Regions from separate parts of the Mus musculus genome. Here all the other regions are linked to region 4. The links are chromatin contacts, called in public Hi-C, HiCAR-type and promoter capture Hi-C maps. All regions are on one chromosome and are shown on one strand. The core of a region is the stretch at or near the end of the contact, and the rest is flanking DNA. Distances in the headings are between cores, read along the strand shown.

Region 1 (3,144 bases), core at 54-2,553, 1.1 Mb after region 4:
AGCACAACTACTAACAAACTGCAATACCCCCCCCATCCCCCACCCCCACCAAACAACTCTCACGGTACCCAGTTGAGGCCCTAGTATTTACAGACTCTCTGAGAAGTTCCCAGAATTCCAAACGTCACACAGTTGTAGAAACTATGTGCAGCTGGCAAAATCATGAGCTGCTGGAGCAGGAGGCAAAGCTTAGTCAGCTGCGGAGAAGCAGCCCCATAGCCCCACTCCTGGGATTGAAACAAAAACATATTCTTATATTTCTGTGTTTTTTTTAAAGAAATGAAAATTCCAGAATTTTCACTACAGTTATGTGCATATGAACCCGTGTGAAGGCCAATCCCTAATTCCCTAGAACTAGGGTTACAGGCAGTCATGAACTGGGAACCAACTTGAGTCCTCCGGAAGACAGTAAGCACTCAAATATTGAACCAACTCTCCAGTCCTTAGGCAGGGCTGGATTCTTTTTTTAAAGACAGTGTTTCATGTAGCTTAGGCCGACCTTGAACTTTTGATCCCCCAGCATTTGAAACTTACCCAAGCGTACATCCAGCTTTAATTAAACTGAGGTGCCCATTACTATGTAGTCCATCCTGGGCTGTCCTGGAATTCACTATTCTCAAAAATCCTCCTGACTCAGCCTCCCAAGTGCTAGAACATTGCTGAGTTTAGAGCTACTCCTAGGGGAGGTGGCAGTTCGGGTATATAATACAATAAGTGTCTGTTGCACAGATCCTTGCATACAGTAAGTGCTCGGATCTTGAGTGTTGAGGTCTCCTGTCTAAGGCTGCACATTCAGTTCCGACTACTGATACTCAAGTCGGCTTTTATTATGCACCCATTTGTTTAGTTCATTTATCCTACGTATGACCATCAGCTTGCTACCATCTATGCTCCTGTTGCAGGAACGCAGCACAGCAGAGTACCAAAGGCTAAATTCCACAGGTGTGGGACTAACACTTCCCTAAGTAGCAGAGACTGGACCGGGCCCCACAATCCCAAAGAAACCAGTGACGAGGTACCCGTGGAGGCGGAGGCGGAGTGTCTGACATTCCTCACAGGCTCCGCCCAACACCTTCCCAGCAAAACAGAGGAAGTGGGTGCTCCCCCCACTCCCGCCCCCGAACCCCAGCCTTGGTCGGCCTCCGCCTTCCTCAGGCAGTGACGTCACAGGCTGCCGGGCGAGCGGCTCCTCATCACTGTACTTGTGAAAAAGCCGTGGGCGCCGGGGTTTCTCACGGCCCGGACTCTCACTCCGATCCGGAGCAGAAACTTGGACTCACCTTTACAGTTGCCCCGCAGAAACTTCCGGGGAGGGAGGGTGAAGGAGGGGCTGCGCGCGCATCCCCCACCGGCCGTGCGACAGCAGCGAGCAGACGCGGCCTATTTCCTCTAATACAGGGCATCCGGACAAGCTGTGCCCTGCTGGAAACTCCATTTCCCAGAAGCCTGAGCGACACGCCTGATTAGTCCATCCCCCTAATTGCTCACCGTTATTCGGCCTTCTCTGGGGCGGGCTTTTCCTTCTACTGCGCATGTCTGACGTCAATCTTGATGAAATACGTGACAGCCACCAATCAAAGGTCCTGTTGTCATTTTTAAACTCTCCTTGCTTCTGTGCTCTCTCTGTAATCTCAGTTTTGCCTTCAAACTGTATCTATGGCAACCCGCTGTCACCTCCAAATGGAATTTTCGGGGTGTAGAAGGTGAAAGTAGTCCTATAACAGGGTAGTGGGCCATCCAACCTTGGTGTCACTTAGCCATGAATCTGTTTCCTCTCTACTTCCTAGAGGGCTCAGTGGGTGGAGACCACAGGTGGTGGGTCCTGGAATTTGGCGCGGAGTTACCTGGGTGGGATAAATTTGAGGAGAAGTTTCTGGAACCGGAACTTCCTCGGAGGAATTTCCCCCTGTACTCTGAGGGAGCCCTCCTCATGAGGAGTTGGGTTTTCTTGGGATCCTGGAAAGCATATGTTCTTTGGGTTGCCAGCCATGCTGAGGTACGGAGACACGGAGCCATGCCGAGGTACGGAGACTAAGCCCAGGCGCCCATGGCCTTAGTCCTCTGTGGCCGGGGTGGGAGGCCCTGACAGAATGCTGAACCCTTGAGTGCTCACAGCCGGGCGTAGGCCCGGCTCTTAAGCGGGGGTTTCCTCTCGCGACCAATACCTACAATAATGGCCCAGAGACATCTATTGCTTCAGTTTCGGGGTATCAAACCCCCTCTTGGGCTTCTAAAGGCACTTAGGTGTACACACATAGCACTTTGAAGCAGTCATAAACAAATTTAAAAGGAAAGATTATTTGTATCTATTATTTGAGCATCTCAAATATATACTGTTATGTTCTATTTAAAAAGCCAGGGAAGCCAGGGATATGTTTGGTAGGGCGAGGTATGGTGCTGGGGAAGGGGGTGCCTCTGCGGGCCCATGCTGAGGCATCCCTTCCCCTTGAGGTACCAACCACAGTGGGTATAGTGTAGAATAGAGTTTATTTAGGGCATGGGGAGGGGAGTTGAGAGGTAGTAGAGACAGAGAAAGGTAGGGAGAGGGAGTAGAGGCCGGCCATGAACACGTGTAGAGAGAGGGGAATAGGGCAAGAAGGGACAGAGAAGGAAGAGAGTGTGGGGACTGAGGGGCAAGCAGCCCCTTTTATAGTGAGTCAGGCATACCTGGCTTTTGCCAGGTAACTGTGGAGTGGAGTGTAGAAGAAATGCTAACATTCCTTTGTTTTGGTTTAATTTTAAAAAAGGAAAAATTAGAAAGAGGCAACGGTGAAGCAAAAAATAGGGTCATCATGATCTTTAGCTAACTTTCTGTTGTTATTGGGGCAGTGTGTCTCTGGGAAACCTAAGAAGATGGGGGTGGGGATGTTGGTGAAGTCTTAGGAGAATTGGCTGTGTCCTTGCTGCTCAGGGTCTGTGGAACCAACTGTGGATAGATCAGAAGGAGCAGGTCCAGTAGAAGTATCTGTGGCTGTAAGAGAAAATTGGAGCATCTATGGGTTGTTTCTCTGGAGCTGTCTTATGTGTAGATTTTGAGTAAACGCTTGGATTTGGCAAGATGCTGAAACACACACACACACACACAGGAGGTAGAGAATAAAGTTAAGTACGTTTGGGAGAAAAAAAATTAGGTCTTTGGGGTAA
Region 2 (3,309 bases), core at 339-2,838, 1.0 Mb after region 4:
CTCTGCCTGGATTCCTTACTGTTGTTGCTATGGAGACTTTTATGTAGACCAGGCTGGCTTCAATCTCATGAAGTTGGTGTGACCCTTTTCCCTTACCTTTTTTTTTTTTTTTTTTTTTGGTTGGTTGGTTTTTCGAGACAGGGTTTCTCTGTGTAGCCCTGGCTGTCCTGGAACTCACTCTGTAGACCAGGCTGGCTTCAAACTCAGAAATCCGCCTGTCTCTGCCTCCCGAGTGCTGGGATTAAAGGCGTGTGCCATCACGCCCGGCTTCCCGTACCTTTTAATTAATGCCTAGTGTCACTACTCAATCTCTATTATTATTGTTTATTAATTATGAGACAAGGCTGTCGTATTAAGTCAGTTGCCCAATCAGGTTTTGAGCTCACTTTGAAGTGCAAGCAGACTCTGAATTATGTGCACATGTGACACAGGACTTGTGTGGGGCTCAGGGAGCACTTTGTAAGGGTCTCTTTGCTCCTCCCACCATAGGGTTTAGGGAAATTGAACCCAGGTTGTCAGGCTTGGTGGCAGACAAGGACCAGGTGACCTCTCTTGCTGCTCACCTTCCAGTTTAGCTTTTTAAATCAATTATAAAACACGAGATTTTTAAAAAGCCAGCCTACTGCCAGGACATTTGCTCCAGGTGACAGGCATCATAGCTTGGGTGTGCTGTCAGGGGCCTGATATAATTTGGTTAAAGTAGTGTATGAATCAGCAAGGAAGAACAAAGTATAGTCCAAATAGGTTTTCTAGTTTAAAAGAAGGCAGGAGGGAACTTCTCGCATGCAAGAGGCTATAAATTCAAACCTCAGCACCCTATATATAGTTTAACAGCCACGTGTAGTAGTGCACACCCAATTAAAGGTGAAGACAGAAGGCTTAGGAGTTCGAGGTCAGCCTGGGTGCATAAGCTAACACTGCGTAAACACAACGCCACTTACATCGAGCGCAGATAATCTAAGGCTGGATAGTATCACAGGTTAAAAACAAACGGAAGCAAGAAATGCCACTGCACAGTCCTTTCAGATCAAGAACGTGATCTGGGTAAGGCAACTGCTAGAAGGCCCAAGCAACAGTGGGCAGACCCTGGACAAATGGGCCAGCAGCTATGCTGGTCACGCCCAGGCTGCGAGAGACCCGCTGGAAGTTGTAGTCTTTTAGCCACCTTGCCACGTCACCGCCTCCAAGAGGCAAGAACGCCTGGTTCCTACATCTACCCCTCAGTCTGGTGGTAGGTTCCGTCGCGCCACCCATTATCCTGTCTACCGCCTTCTGTCCCTCCAGCAGTGAGGACTTGGTATTGTCTCACCAGCTCGAACTCTTGTAGCACAGTTTCTCTCTTGTCATTTCCAAGTCTGAAACCCTCCCTCCCTGACCTTCTTGGTTTGCTCCAGCCACACCCCCTTACAGTCCTCCATCCCTGTTTGTCAGCGCTGGCTCCCCAGCTCCATAGTCTGTTGGTTAGCGCCGGCTCCTCCTCTCCCCGGCGTTGGTCCCGGCTCTCCCTCTTCTTCCACGTTGGTAGGCGCCAGCCCACCCCCCCCGCATCTCCCCCCAGCTTCGCGTTGGTTGGCGCCGGGCTCCCCTGTTCGCTGCAGTGGTTCGGCCGCGGCGACCCCTCAGCGGCGCGTCCCCCGCCGCGGTCCCGCTCCGCTTCTCCCCGAAGCCGCGCGCCCGCGCCTGTCGGTCGGCGGACCCGCAGCCCCCCGTGAGGCCCACGGCCTCCCACCCGCCATGGTCCGCCCGCGCCGTGCCCCGCACCGCTCCGGCGCCGGGGGCCCCCTCGGAGGTCGTGGCCGGCCACCGCGGCCCCTGGTCGTCCGCGCCGTGCGCTCACGTTCCTGGCCTGGCGGTCCTCGAGGCCCGCAGCCACCGCGGATCCGGGCTCGTTCGGCCCCTCCCATGGTGAGTCCCACGGCCTGTTTCCAGAGCCTTCCACGCACGCCCCGCCCCGCCACCCCTCCCCTGGCGGGCGCCTTTGTCCGCAGCGCCCACGGGCCTCCCGCGGGAGGGCGCACCCAGGGGTCCGGGATCAGTCCTTGATCGGCTCTGGGCGCTCCCCTTTGTTGCGCGGCGGGCTGGGCGGGGGGCGGGGTACGGAGGCGGGGCGGGTTCGAATTACTGCTGACTGCGCGGCCGGCTGCACACGCGCGCGGGGGGCGCCTGGGGTGCACGCTTGTTTTTCCAATTGCAAAGTTGGTCCTCGGCCTCCGGGTCTGGAAATGCGCGAAGCGGCCGGTGGAGGAGCCCGGCGCTTACACGCGCGCCCAGCTGTTGCTCGCGGGGGCGTTGTCCCCCGGGGCCAGATGGCGATTGTGGACAGTCCCTCTATTTGCATACCCGCCCGCCCCGCAGCTAGCCCAGACCTTAAGCCTTAAGATAAAGCTTAAGGTAAATATTCAGCTCTGTAAGTTCGTGGGGTTGTCACCTTTTTGTCCACTCAGTAAACGTGCGCGCACTTTCTAGAAACATTGAGATTTTCTTGGGGCAACAAAATTGCCCCCATTGTGATGGTGGACTCGTGGCCACACCTGCGCATGCTTGGCCAGCGGTAAGCTATTCCCTGGCGTGGTACTGACCACTTCAGACTTCTGACGACGTTGTTCTCCGAGGAGCTGAGGCGGGTCTGTCGCCTGGATCACCTGAGGAACGCAGACACACCCCTCGCTGTAGTACAGCCTAGGCTTGAAGTTTTCTCTTGGTGTTGGGAGCCCTTCCTGGGGTCCTCATATGTGTCCCTTTTCTACAAATGTGACTTGGCTCTGGCCATGCAGTGCGCAAACAGCAAATCAGGCATGCGTAAACACGAACTTGGCGCTTAGTGGGCTTCATGTTCCTAGTTTGTTTCCCTGCTGTTGTGGGCATACAGGTGTTTTTGGGTGCAGGCAAACACACAAGCCTCTTAATGGTTATCCCTCACCCCGCACTTGAATAGTTTTGGATTTTGTTTAGGTTCCTAAGTGTGTTTGCCTGATTTTCACCGACTGTGTGGTGGTGTACATGCTGACACTTGTAGTGTCTCACTGCACACCCAGCCCAGGCAGCCAGTGTGCGGATTTGCTGTAATCCTGAGGGCTTGGGTCTGCAGAACCATCAGGAAGGCCCCTCAGCAGTGAAGACCTAGGCTCTTCTGCTACTTAAGTCACCGGGAGAACTTTCTGGTTTGTCATCACACCGGGTATAAAGGACTCACGAGCTTTAGCAGAGAGCAGAGATGCGTTGGTGACAATCAGAAGGGTCTCTGGCCTGGAGTGTGTCTAGTCTGGTTAGAGACTGGCCCAGGAGACCGACTGGTCTTTTGGAAATGTT
Region 3 (2,906 bases), core at 320-2,819, 1.6 Mb after region 4:
CTGTGACCTCCATACGGCTGCCATGTCTCCTCTCTGAGCTTCTTTGCTTTTTCCTTGCAAACCCTGGGCCCCTAGATCTTTGGCTCATGAATTGGCAGGACCTGCGGGACTAAAGCTCTGCAGGACTCATGAGCCTGGCATGGTGTGGGTAAGGCATGGCCATCTACTCTCCTGGCATTGGAACCTTCCACTGCCCTCAGCGCCTGCACTCAGGCAGACACCTTGAGAACTCCGGTGCAACCTAAACACAAAAGTCTGATTTTTAAGGCCTTTTACCAAGCTGCTGTAACATTGGTCTTATTCATCAGTTTAACTGAGTACCAACTAGGTGCTAGGAAGTCCTGCTTTGATTTGGGGATACAGAAGTAGCCCCAAAATCTATGCCTTGGTCTGCAAGAGACAGATGTAAATAAACAAGCCCATACTGGTTGGACCATACCTAGAAGAAAAGGGGGCATTTTGAGAAAGCATCTCACATGGTGGGCAGAGCTGAGGCTTCAGTAATGAGAAAGAGCTGAGGGAAGAGTTTGCAGAAGGAGGAAAAGGCTAGGAAGGACAGAGTGGTGATGGAGGGTGAGGGGAGATGAGGTGAGACTGCAGAAAAAACGGTTCTCTCCCAGGCCCCAGCCCTGCAGGCTGCACTGAGGACCGAGGAGACCGCGGTTTGGCTTCTCTCCTGCTTCTGATGGGAAGGTGAGGAGGCAGGGGCGTGGGGAGTAATGTGATCTGATTTATGGTTTGGAAGGATTGCTCTGGCTGCGGCAGGCAAGCAGCCCAGATTGGAGGGGCTCTGTAGAAGGAGGGAGAGTAAGGGGAGGCCACTGCAGTGGTCTAGGCTGGGATAAGGCAGCTTGCAGAGGGTTCTCTACTCACGGCCAGTGCTTGGTTAGTATACATACTGGAGATACCTGCTCTGACTGTCAACCCTTCTCCTCCCTTGATGGGGGAACCACTGGGCTCACTACCACCCCTCCCACCCCAGCATCAACCTGCTCAGGGCCTGGCCTGCAGGAGAATCTTGTAGTTACACCTTTTAAGCAGCACACATGCATGCTGTTCACACATATCCCCACAAGCAGGCACCACATACAAGGGCTGGTAGGGCCAGGACAGGCCATCTGGGTAGAGGATGGGAGAGCCCCGGAGCCTGAGAATGTTAGAAGAGTCCCCTTCATTAGGCTGTGTGGTCAGCGGTGACCACAGGATAATAGCAACCTTAGCATACTCTCTGCAGTGTGCCCCCTCCTCAGGAATGGCCAAGACAGAGAGAAGTGAACAGTCCAAAGCTGGCATCCTATCATAGCCTGCTTTGTTCTGAGAAGACTCCTGGACCAAGGCTGAGGCCTACCAGTACCAAGGATGCCCTGGAAAACTTTCCCCATCTTCCTTTTATCCATATAAGTGCTTGTACTTGCAAAAGGGAGGAAAGAGGGCAGAAGCAGAGGTCTGGAAAGTGGCAAGGGGTGGGTGTGGGTAGACCCAAGGCGGGATCAGGCTTTGGAACGTTGGAGGTTTCCGGCCACAGAGGCAGAGCCTCCTGGAAGCCAATAGGGGCGGGGAGACTCACCAAGAGAAGCTGAGGAGATCAAAAGTTGAGACAGAGCAGATCAGGAGGGAAGGCAGAAGAGAAAGCCTGGCAGAAAGAAGGTCCAAGGGGCTTGTGAGCTGCCCACCAGACTGGGACACTTGCTAGGTCTATACAGCAGTCCTACCCCTGGCATTCTGACCTCTCTACTATTTGGGTGCTGGGAAGCCCAGCTGGATGCAGGCAGCCTGGCTCTTGGGGGCCCTAGTGGTCCCTCAGCTTTTGAGTTTTGGTCATGGAGCCCGAGGTCCTGGGAGGGAGTGGGAGGGAGGCTGGGGAGGTGCCCTGGAGGAGGAGAGAGAGCGGGAGTCACAGATGTTGAAGGTGAGTGTTGGAGGGGCACTGTGGGCTTGAGATGAAGTGTTCAGATGGGTAAAGAAAAGTAAGGGGGTTTAGATGGAACAATGGGTTCAGAAAAGAGCTGAGAGGGTAGGCGGGAAGGAAACTGACATGCATTCTCTGACCCAGAATCTCCAGGAGGCCCTAGGGCTGCCCACTGGGGTGGGAAATGAGGATAATCTTGCTGAAAACCCTGAAGACAAAGAGGTCTGGGAGACCACAGAGACTCAAGGGGAAGAAGAGGAAGAGGAAATCACCACAGCACCTTCTTCTAGTCCCAACCCTTTCCCCAGCCCTTCTCCCACACCAGAGGACACTGTCACTTACATCTGTGAGTATTCAGAAGCCAGGGTGGCCTGTCTGTCAAGCACTGACCCAACTCGGAGGCCAGACACATCAAAGGGGCCCAAGGTCCCCAGATGTGTCTGCCTGTCAAGAGTTTAACCCACTGAACTTCATAGACATGGTCACACATCCCACAGATCGCCTCATCCAATCCGCTTTTGGGAGTCTGAGGGCCGTGCCCTCCATGTCCTTAGAGCCCTTAATTGTGCCTCTAGTTGTGCCTTCTGTCTTTTCACAGTGGGCCGCTTGGCCAGCCTCGATGCAGGCCTACACCAATTGCACGTCCGTCTGCACGTTTTGGACACCCGTGTGGTTGAGCTGACCCAGGGGCTGCGGCAGCTGCGGGATGCTGCGAGTGACACCCGCGACTCAGTGCAAGCCCTGAAGGAGGTCCAGGACCGTGCTGAGCAGGAGCACGGCCGCTTGGAGGGTGAGTCTCAGCAGCACAAAGAGGGCCTAGGTGGGAGGAGGAGACCCATGGAGGTCTGAAGACCTGGAGAAAACGGGTATCAGGATACCAGAGGGTCCACATAGAACTGGGAGGTGCTGGCACATCTAGAGATGGATTGTGAGGTGGGTGAGACTTTTCTTGCTCCAACCTGTGCCACACCCTGAAAGCCCCACCCATAGTCTGGAA
Region 4 (3,231 bases), core at 489-2,988:
AAGACCCTAGACTCTATCTCCAACACTTCCTGAGAGGAAAAAAAAAACAAACTAAAAATAGGATGTGTAACTGGGATTTAAACTCACGTGGCCCCACCGCAGAGCTCTGCTTGCCATTCCTAGCCCTCATCAGCCCAGCTCTTGCTGGACTAGGTGCCCTTGGACATTCAGACGACTTAAGGGGTGCCACTCTAGACGCCAGGTACATTAACTGCTCAGAGCAGCAAATGGGATGCTGGGTTGTGATTATGTTCACAGTGTCTGCCACCGACGAACTTAGGCCTTAGCAAGCTGTGTAGAGGAAGACACCTGACAGGGCCTCCTGTCAGATACTCTGCCTCTACCCAACCACCACACAGGCCCAGCAGAAACCTACCTCCAGAGGGGTGAAGTCATGGTTGACCAGGAAAGCCAAAATAGCAGTAGGAACGACGAGGAACTCCACCCGGAAAGTGTCGTGGTTGCCATCATAAGTAGCTTTGAACTTGCTGTAGATCATCCACACCGTGGTAAAGGAACAAGCTATGTAGACCACCTGATAAGAGGGTAACAGGGCATCTCAGCTCACAGGTAGGGCCTCAGGTCACGGTGAGGGAGAGAGAAATCATGTTCCCCAGCCACCTCCCTCAGACCATATGTCTAGGCCCAAGCCTCTTTGGTGACTCCTCCCTGATCCCTGGCCTGGAACCCTGCCACAGGGGGCTGACTGCAACTCTACCTTCATGCAGGTGTTGTAGAGTGAAATGTAGTTGGTGAACAGGTCCAGATATCGGGCAGTGAACACCACAGCAAACAGGACTTGGCTCTTCCCTGAAATGCCTGGTTGAGACAGAGAACGAAGGGCAGGGTGGAGGGAGCTGGAGGTGGGCTACTTGGGGCAATAATAAACTAACATGCAGCGCCTGGGCCAGCCGGCTGGAGCTCTAGACCACAGCGATTCCCCAAGGCCTTTAAGCCTGAGCTCGGCCCTTTTTCCACCATCCACAGGCAGGGGGCAGCCGGCTCCAAAAATACTAGAGACCGAGGCTCTATCCCAGGCTAGGCCTCGCCGGTCCTTCTGTCTCCCTCAGGTCCTCCTGACAGTCTAGACCTACACTGGGACCTAGGGAGAGCCCTGCCTGACTTCAGCCTCCCAGTCGGTCACCTTCCTCCCGCTCCCTTCCTGGCCTTCCACAGTCCACGTCACCAACTCCCAGCCACCTCCCCGCCTGCCATGGCTCCTGGTTCCCAGCCCCGGAACACCCAGAGCTGTCCCAAAGGGTGCTGCAGAAGGTTGAACTGAACGCCCGAAGCCACCCCCACCAAACTATGTGTACCCCTTAGTCTAGGGAAAGGAGCTGACCCCCTGGTGACCCTAGAACTAGAAAAGTGATCCCCAGCAGGCAGTCCGGGAGGACTCTGACCTGCCGAGCTCCAGCCTTCCCGGTGCCCCAGAGCGGCCCGCTCCCGCCCCCTCTCCGCGGGGGGGCCTCTCACCCGCACACGATCGGGACTTCCAGATTTTGAGCAGTAACAAGATGATAGCTAGGAGGTGGGAGAGGTCTCCCAGGAATCGGAAGAGGTTCATGACTGGGGGACTCGGGCAGGGCTGAGCTGGGTGGGGGGGGAGGCTGGCCGGCCGGGCTGCCCCGGAGCTGCGGTGCTGCTGGGTTGAGGGCGGGAGAGAAGCCCTTCGGTAGCTCAGCTCCGGGGAAGGGGCTCTGGAAGGTGAGCCGAGGCCGGAGCTGGTGGTAAAGCTGGCTGGGAGAAAAGGGAGGAGGGCCGAGGTGGGAAGGGAGGAGTCTGAGCTGTAGCGCCACCCCAAGGGCGGGTTGACTGTCTGGCGCCCTCTGGCGCCTGCAACCTGCTTTGCAGAGTCGTATCGAATAAGCCTACTAACTGATGGAAGGGTCTTTAGGGTCCCACATTCCCAGGTGCCTTCTCTTTAGTAAGGAACTGTAGAGAGTTCGTCTAACCTCTGCCCTTAAACAGGAATCCTGAAGTTTGAGTTCTGAATCTAAAGATCCTAGTGCTGTGTTGGGTGATGGTGTAGCCTGTAATCTTAGTACTGGGAGGATGAAGCAGAGGGACCCCCCAGTTCCAGGCCTAGGGCTCCACAGTGACAGTCTATTCCTGCACAAATTATTAATACTAATAGTAACAACAACAAGAATCCTGGAGATTAAGAGGGTAGACTTCTAGCTTTGTCTGTGATCTCTAGTCCCAATTCAGTTAGAAAACCCAGGCCCCACTGCCACACACTCGGGGATCCTGACTGAGCCTACCGCCTCTACAATCCTATCCCCAACAATTACTTTATTGCTCAACATTCTGACCTGGGAATCTACACCCATAACTCCATCCTCCTTCTAAGACCCAAAATGCCAGGTCCTGGCTCTTTCAGAAACTGTCATGACCCGAGTCTTCCCAGGTCTTAGGGCACGAGAAGCAGGGCTCCAATCGACTGCTACAGGCCTAGGTCCCAGCGCCTCTACACATTCATATTCTCCCTCTCTCTTCCCCTCCTCCACCTCTCTTTCTCCACCTCCAACTTCCATTCTCAGGGACCCGGGAATCCTGAAGCACACTCCTCCCAATGTTAGATACTAAGGACTGTCCTACCAGAGGCAAGATGGACAGGTGACTTTATGGGACCTCAGAACCTCAAAAGTAGGGTTATAGTTTAGGATTACTGTGTCTGTGACAAAGGAAGCAGTTTTCCTCCAGGGAATTGTGTACTCAGAGCTGTGAGAGACTAGTCCCTCACTCATCAAGTGGTCCCTCAGTGAGGAACTTGCTCAAGACCTGGCCCCCAGGTATGATCGAGAAGGACTAAGGGAGAATCTGTGGTCTTCGAAAGGAGGGCTGTTATCTAAATTCCTGCTTCTGAGAGAACAGGGCCAGGCATTGGACCCCAAATCTGAAATAGAAGATCCACAACTTGGAATCCAGGGATTCTGGACCCCTGGTTTGGAGGGAGGATGGCTGGGATCTAACCCCTAGGTCACAGAAAATGGTGCCAGAGTCTGGCCACCTAGGCCTGAAAGAAGAGGGTCGAGTATGGACATCTAGGTCTGAGGGAGGAGGGGACTGGGAGCCTAGCCCCATAGGTTTAAGGGGAGGGCTACAGTCTGAGGTAGGAGAACTGGGATCCAGCCCCATCCGTCTAGAGGGAAAGAACTAGGGTCTAGTCCCTTGGGTATGAGGGAGGTGGGCTGGCATCTGGACAACTGGGTCCAAGGGATAAGGGAC
Region 5 (3,369 bases), core at 222-2,721, 1.3 Mb after region 4:
GGAACTCACCTCTGTGGGTGGCCGGGAGGGGGAACAGGGTCATGGAAGATCCAGATGTCCATGTGGTCAAGGCTAAACTGTACTAAATAAAATTATTTCTCATCACCACTATACATGCATAATAAATAAAGTGTACATCAAAATTAAGCCGTCTTGGGACCCTTTATTAGGAACTGTCCCCTGCACCTCCACATGAACTCTTCTGAGACTGTGGCAGTCATAGGGAGGGAGGGGGAGGGAGGGGGAGGGAGAAAGGAAGGTGGTGGGCCAGGCTAGGGCTTGAATGAGGAAACCATTGTTTCCCACCTTGCTTTTCTGCTCACCCCTCCATTCCAGACATCTGACTGTTCGGTTTTTGTTTTTTTGTCTTGAAGATAGGCTCTTCCTTACGTTGTAGTTCAGGCTGGTCTTGAAGTCACTCCAATGGCCCTGTCTCAGCTCAGTCTCTGGAATTCCGGGTTACAGGGGTGTGTTACTACAATGGGTTGCTGTGCAACTTGCCTGCTCCCTAGGGAGCGAGGTGGAAGTTTTTGCACTGCAACCAATGGTGTGACAGGACTTTGTGCCCCCAGAAGCCAGGAAGCTTCCGGCTGTTAGGGGATCTTTTTTTTGAAAGTAGAAAGGAGGGAGGGACACAAAGAGTAAAAGGGGGGGGGGAGGACAGCTTGTCTTCGATACCCTGGTTCCTTCCTCTGACACCCTTCTGGGCCAGCCACACCTGTGGTTCCCCAAGTGTCCCTCTCCTCCTCCTTACCCGCTCCTCCCCTCTGGTGCTGGGAAGGAGCCGGGCCTGGGCAGCTCTCCAGGGCCTTCCCGGCCTCTCTGCACTTGGCCGGTGACGGGCAGCCGGCCAGGCCGCTCCCATTGGGACCCGGATCAGAATAGGGCGGGAGGGACACCGAGAACTCTTCCCTGAGGCCGGCACCCGTCCTGCCTACGCGGGGGAAATCGGACTATCCTTCCCGTCTCTGGTTTCTAGAAAACTCCTGACTGGGGCTAAGAAAGGCTTCCAGAACCCGCCCCGCTTGCCCCGTGCACCTGAGACTCCCAGCCCCCCACGCCCGTTCCCAAGACCCAGGATTTCCCTCCCTTTTTTCCTTTTCTCTTTTCCTCCTCGTTCTTTGCCCCCACACAAGTGCCCTCTCTGCTTCCCCCCTCTCCCCATCTTGTGCTCTGGCCACTTCTCGTTCCTCCTTCTCCCCCCCACTTCATCCAGGACCTAAGAATCTGGACCCCTGTGCCCCCAGACTCTGGGGTTCCAGTTCCCCTCTTTCTGCGGTCACGCAGTCTTCACCTTTGCACCTCCACAGACTCAGGTGTCTAAGCACCACATCCCATCCCCACTAGGGCCTTGGCATCCCTCCACTCCTGCCTGCTCGCTATTTCTCGCCCTTTAGAGCATGCAAGAGGAATGCGGGGCGGCCCTGCGCTGCCTCCTGGGAGTCTCGAGACTCCATAAAGGGCTCCTCCTGGAGACCCACCTGTCCCTGCTAGGGCCTGGTTAGAGCCACTGCGGTCCCAAGTCCTGGGAGCAGGAGAAGGTCGCCGACATGCCTGAGGCTAAACCAGGTGGCTGGCCCGAAACCTTCTTGGGGGTGGGGGTGGGGATGGGGTGGAGGGTAGGGTGCACACAAGGGGATTTCTACTATGGGAGGAGGGGGTCCTTTGCCTGTTCCTACATCTAGGTAGAGTGTAGGTTCCTTTCCTGCTTGGGGAAGAGGGACCCTTTCTGTGTGCACAGATGGGTCCCTTCCTAATGCAGGACCATGAGGTCTATTGTCTGTGTAGGGTCAGGAGTCCCCTTCCTCTTCGGGGACTGGGAGACCCATCTTGGGTAGAAATCTCAGTTGTGCAATTATAAATTGGCCTCGGTTTTCTTTCTCTCTCCCCTTCTCTCTTTGCTCTCTCACCCCACCCCTGCCCCCAAGCCCTCCAGGCTGTCCTCAAAGTCTGCAGCCTAGGCTGGCCCCAAACTCACTCCGGAGCTAAGGCTGGCTGGGAAGTCCTAAAATCATACTGCCTCAGTCTACCAAGACTGGACGGCAGGCATGGGCTACTACACCCTGCTGGGGGTGTGTGTGTGTGTGTGTGTGTGTGTCTCCTTTTCTTCTTTCCTTTCCTTTCTTTTTTCTCCCCATCCCCTTTTTCTTTTTGGTTTTTCAAGACAGGGTTTCTCTGGTGTATCCCTGGCTTTGGCTGTCCTAGAACTAGCACTGTAGACCAGCTTGGTCTCAAACTCACAAGAGATCCACCTGCCTCTGCCTCCCATGTGCTGGGATTAAAGGCGTGCACCACCATGGCCTGGCAATATAATTTTTTTTTTCTATGTGGGTGTCTCTTTTTCTTGAGGCTGACAGGATCTTGCTTGTGCATTGCTGGGGCTCAGCTTGGGGACAGGGTCCTCTCCAGGTGGGCGAGCACCCTCGAGGTAGTTGAGTCTCCTCACTGAGTGAAGATTAGGATCATAGGGTGCTTCTATGGACACAACAGGACTCCATGTGCATGGAACGATACTCTTCTGTGTAAATATGAGAACCCCTTTGGTGTGCGCATTGGACTTCTGTGAAGGAATCGTGTGTCTCTCTTCCATGGGTGGGGCCCTCTTTTTCCTGCTGTGCTGGGGAAGGAATCCAGAGCCTCCTACCTGCTTGGCAAATACTGGCCATGTCCCAGCACCCCCGTCTCTCTTCATGTGCAGTTAGGCACGGGAGGCATTAGGTCCTTAGGGGGCAGGGATAGTCTATATGCTGGTTAGGGCTTTCTCCTTTTGTGGAAGTGGGCACTGCACACAAGCCCTGGTGTCACCTACCCCTAGGTGGCTGTTCCCCTGGGGTCAGCCCAGTCTGGCTGAGGTAGAGACCAGCTCCCTTGCACAGACTGACCCATGGATCAGTGACCCGCACCACAAGGGAGACTGCTGTGGTCAGCACCAGTGTCTAGTTTCCAGCCCAAGGGAAGGGCTAATTATACCCCAAACCTGAAAGGTCAGGCTGATGGCCAGAGCCTGGGGTGAGGCTACAAGGGGAGGGGGAACCTGACTCCATACTCAGGGTTGGGATCAACTTATGCCTGGAATGGGGGATCTGTACCCCACCATACCTACCTCCATCTGAGGGAAGAGGGTCTGGGGAAGAAGATTTGAGGCCTGGACCCCTGGTTCTGAGAATGAAGGTTTGGGTCTGGCCTCTGGATTCTGGGGAGAGAACCATTTTCTCAATGTCTATGTTACAGCGGCCAAAAAGGCCTCCAAAGGCAAAGATGCCCCAAAGGAAGCCCCTGCAAAGCAGACTCCTGAAGAGCCCCCCAAAGGTGAGGTGCCCCCAGGGCTCTGCCAGCTCTCCCGCCCCCCCCCCCCCCGCCCTTCTCCAC
Region 6 (3,091 bases), core at 453-2,952, 1.4 Mb after region 4:
CACACACACTCAGAGCCCCTTTTTACTTTTTTAAGACAGGGCCTCACTAAGTTGTCCAGGTTGCCACTTTCAAAGCTCAATTTGGCCTTGAACCTGCAATCCTGTTTCAGCTGCTCAAGTCTTGGGATGACAGGCCTGTACTATTAGGCTTGGCTTTTTTCTATTTTCTCCCTGTCTTTCGTGAACTGAGATAGGATGAGAAAGGATTCAGGTCTCCAAAAATACCACAGTATGTACATGTCCTGTAAGCGTGTACACGTTTCCTGCATGCAGCTGAGGCAGGGCAAGGCCTAGGCTGGGGGAAGGGGTGTTCTGTTCTATGTGAGGTTTGTACTTGGTGGTATTGATTTTCACAAGTTTTCAGGAAGAGGGGCAGAGTGGACAGTGGACTGTGGGACCCTGGGCCGTGGGCCCAGTCTTTGAGCTTTACTTTATCTCTCTGGGACAGAGTACCTGGAAAGCAGAAAGCACTGTGTAAACAGCCACCATCCTGACCCTGTGATGCCACTGAGGGCTGTCCTCCCTCATCTCGCCTGACTTCTGACCTCTGTGAAGTGCCCTGCCATTTTTCTTAGTGAAGAGGTTTGGTGGTGATCTTGGTCCCTGGGTGGCAAAATGGCGGCAGGGAGGTTGGAGGAAGTTGGGACTTAGAGGGGCAGTCACCCGAGGAGCTGCAGGTGTCCATTCTCCTTGTCAGGGCCGGCCAGCAGCAGCAGGTCTGGCAGCTCCAGGGCAGGACTAGAGGCTGCCACCCCCATGGTGACCTTGTTGGCGACTTCTCCAAACCGGGTCACCTGGGGCCAAAGGTTAAGAGGATCGATAGATGGAGAACAGAACTCAACAGGAATCTGATTGGGTCTTGGGGATCTTGACAGAGTGAAAGGTCATGAACTAGGGGAGATGAACAGTAGGTTAGGGATTGGGAATGTGGCTCAGAATATAAGCACACATGCCTAGAATCCCCCGGTGCAGGGCTAGGGTGTGACTAAGGGGTAGAGCTCCTGCTGAATAACGAGTGAAGCCCAGAGTACCAGCCATATTACCTCTAAAAAGGAAAAAAAAAAAAAAAAAAAGGCTTGTGGGCCAAAGATTTTAGGATTAAAGGACAAGAACCATATGTGTACAGTCAAGGAAACTGAGACAAAGGCTTCTGAAGACACAAAAAGCCCAGCGGGCTCAGAGGTGATGTGGATCACTTGGAAAGAACGACAAATGATGGGGGAGATCCGTACATCAACGGGTCGGAGGTCCGGGGCTCCACACCTGCACGAAGTTGCTTTCAAAGATGGGAAAGTCGCGCAGCTGGTCGAACTCGCCGCTCAGGAGGTGGCGTTGGAGGCGCCCAGGGCGGCACGGGGCGTAGGCTGGAGCCAGGGGGCGGTCTGCAGGGGCGAAGCGCGAGCATCCATCCCAGGATGCCAGGTACATGAACTCTGACCGAGGGCGCATGCGGGGCAGCGGCCTCCGCATTGCTGGTCCCATACCTTCCCCGGCTCCCTCTCTAGGGCCAACCCCTCCAGGCAGAAGTCCTTTTGTCACCTTCCATCCCCTCAGAACTGGTCTCACCTGCTCCGCCCCGAGCGGCCTTAAGATCTCGACCGCCCTTCATCGCCACGCCCCGGCCCTGGGGAGGAACGCCGAGTGAAGCCTGGGACAGACAGATAAAGGGTGGGGCCTAGAGCTTGTGACTTTACAATAGGGTGCCCGGCGTTCCGTGACGTCAACGACGTCACTTCTCTCCCAGGTGGTGTCACCGGGAACGTGAGCCCTAGAGACCCGGATGGAGAAATGGCCGCCCTGACTGCGGGAGCAGGCGGACGGGCGCTAGTGCGCAGGCGCGGCGTGCGGCGCAGGCGCGTGAGCCTCAGGATGAACCCTGTGTTTCCTAGCGGGCTGTATGGCTCTCGGTTTTTCTCAACGCTCCCGTATGGTGGCCGCGGGTGCCGGGGTGACCCGGCTGCTAGTGCTCTTGCTGATGGTAGCCGCGGCTCCTAGCAGAGCCCGAGGCAGCGGCTGCCGGGTCGGGGCCTCCGCGCGTGGGGTGAGTGCTAGTGGCCGGGGCGGGGCGGCCTCCTGTGGGCGCTAGATGGACCCCATCATGAATATTCATGAGAGGATGTGGTTTGCTCGGAACCTGAGCTGCGTGGAGTAGTGGTAGCTAGCCTCTCATCTCCGTGCTTGGGAGGCTGAGGCTGGAGGATCAAGGAGTTTGAGGCTAGCTTGGATTGCTTGAGATTGTCTCAAAAATACAAAAATGGGGGTGTGATGGTGCACGCTTTCAATACCCCTATTCGGGAGGCAGAGACAGGTGAATTTCTGAGTTCGAGGCCAGCCTAGGACAAAGGGAGTTCTAGGCCAACCAGGGCTACACAGTGAGACCCTGACTCAATAAGTAATTAATAAAGATATGGCAAGGAAGCAGTGCTCTAGTGCTAGGGTTGGAATCATGTTTCTGAATATGCACGAAGAAGTCAGGTCCTTCAGGAGCCAGAGTGCTGTAGGATGCCTGGCTAGGAGAAGCTTGAAATTAAGACATCTAAGGCTTAGGCCTGGGTGTGGGGTGCAAGGTCACCTTGGGCTACCTAAGGTCCTGTTTCAAAAAAACCCCAAAAATAGGGTGCTGGAGAAATGAGGGCCAAGAGAACTGACTGCTTTTCTGGAGTACCTGGGTTTGCTTTCTGGCACCTACCTAGAGGCTCACGACTGTCTGCTAACTTCAGTTTTTGGGGATTGCACATTCTCTTCTGGCACACCAGGTACCAGGCATGCACACAGGGCACATAGGTACATGCAGCAGATATCCATACACAAAATTAAAAAAAGAAAAATTACAAAGAAATTAAGCTGATGGTGGTGGTGCTCATGTGTAACCCCAAGCGCTCAGCAGACGTAGGCAGGAGGATCATCTCCGGTCTGGATCAGGGAGTGATTTAGTGGGACTCTGCTTCAGAACCGTGGGAAAGAAAGTGTGGATCTAGGATGTGCCAGAGAGAAGTGGGCTTCTTGCCAATGTGAATGGTCAGAGTATTAGCATGTGCAAAGGAAGTGAACTCGTGAATGAAAACCTGAATGACCTGGGGTGGGGGGCAGA

What was found. Promoter capture Hi-C pulls out the DNA fragments that hold promoters and counts their contacts. A called contact is a pair of places that touch in the nucleus more often than the background predicts. HiCAR-type assays count read pairs that join an accessible place to other places. Capture Hi-C pulls out chosen DNA fragments and counts their contacts.
Region 1: a promoter capture Hi-C map of adipose tissue shows a contact between it and region 4, with 4 times the contacts expected there. The contact joins the promoter of Vrk3 here to the promoter of Kdelr1 in region 4. A contact is called at or near these places in 3 of 39 promoter capture datasets (cranial neural crest, liver and neutrophils), 2 of 115 datasets of contacts at active chromatin or transcription factors (astrocytes and microglia) and 3 of 9 other capture datasets (adipose tissue, liver and pancreatic islet).
Region 2: a contact with region 4 is called in a HiCAR-type map of astrocytes, with 4 times the contacts expected there. The contact joins the promoter of Ptov1 here to the promoter of Kdelr1 in region 4. A contact is called at or near these places in 1 of 115 datasets of contacts at active chromatin or transcription factors (astrocytes) and 2 of 9 other capture datasets (liver and pancreatic islet).
Region 3: a contact with region 4 is called in a Hi-C map of B cells, with 6 read pairs. The contact joins the promoter of Clec11a here to the promoter of Kdelr1 in region 4. A contact is called at or near these places in 2 of 39 promoter capture datasets (both in liver), 1 of 484 Hi-C or Micro-C datasets (B cells) and 1 of 115 datasets of contacts at active chromatin or transcription factors (astrocytes).
Region 5: a contact with region 4 is called in a promoter capture Hi-C map of liver, with 5 times the contacts expected there. The contact joins the promoter of Mybpc2 here to the promoter of Kdelr1 in region 4. A contact is called at or near these places in 1 of 39 promoter capture datasets (liver) and 1 of 9 other capture datasets (adipose tissue).
Region 6: a promoter capture Hi-C map of liver shows a contact between it and region 4, with 3 times the contacts expected there. The contact joins the promoter of Fam71e1 here to the promoter of Kdelr1 in region 4. A contact is called at or near these places in 2 of 39 promoter capture datasets (cranial neural crest and liver) and 1 of 9 other capture datasets (liver).

The regions. Positions count from the first base shown.
Region 1 is chr7:44,746,788-44,749,931 of GRCm38.p6, reverse strand. It overlaps Vrk3 (vaccinia related kinase 3), which reads right to left and starts at 1,303. Exons shown (of 15, transcript NM_133945.1): 1 at 1,281-1,303. It overlaps Zfp473 (zinc finger protein 473), which reads left to right and starts at 1,583. Exons shown (of 5, transcript NM_001289836.1): 1 at 1,583-2,022.
Region 2 is chr7:44,867,947-44,871,255 of GRCm38.p6, reverse strand. It overlaps Ptov1 (prostate tumor over expressed gene 1), which reads left to right and starts at 1,588. Exons shown (of 12, transcript NM_133949.2): 1 at 1,588-1,905. The coding sequence starts at 1,735.
Region 3 is chr7:44,305,622-44,308,527 of GRCm38.p6, reverse strand. Clec11a (C-type lectin domain family 11, member a) reads left to right here and starts at 1,569. Exons shown (of 4, transcript NM_009131.3): 1 at 1,569-1,909; 2 at 2,054-2,255; 3 at 2,508-2,699. The coding sequence starts at 1,763.
Region 4 is chr7:45,871,347-45,874,577 of GRCm38.p6, reverse strand. It overlaps Kdelr1 (KDEL (Lys-Asp-Glu-Leu) endoplasmic reticulum protein retention receptor 1), which reads right to left and starts at 1,738. Exons shown (of 5, transcript NM_133950.2): 1 at 1,477-1,738; 2 at 719-819; 3 at 377-535. The coding sequence starts at 1,567.
Region 5 is chr7:44,522,771-44,526,139 of GRCm38.p6, reverse strand. It overlaps Mybpc2 (myosin binding protein C, fast-type), which reads left to right and starts at 1,471. Exons shown (of 28, transcript NM_146189.3): 1 at 1,471-1,569; 2 at 3,232-3,309. The coding sequence starts at 1,551. Spib (Spi-B transcription factor (Spi-1/PU.1 related)) reads left to right here. Exons shown (of 6, transcript NM_019866.1): 6 at 1-145.
Region 6 is chr7:44,495,206-44,498,296 of GRCm38.p6, reverse strand. It overlaps Fam71e1 (family with sequence similarity 71, member E1), which reads right to left and starts at 1,702. Exons shown (of 5, transcript NM_028169.2): 1 at 1,567-1,702; 2 at 1,264-1,382; 3 at 664-794. The coding sequence starts at 1,609. Emc10 (ER membrane protein complex subunit 10) reads left to right here and starts at 1,879. Exons shown (of 7, transcript NM_197991.3): 1 at 1,879-2,041. The coding sequence starts at 1,928.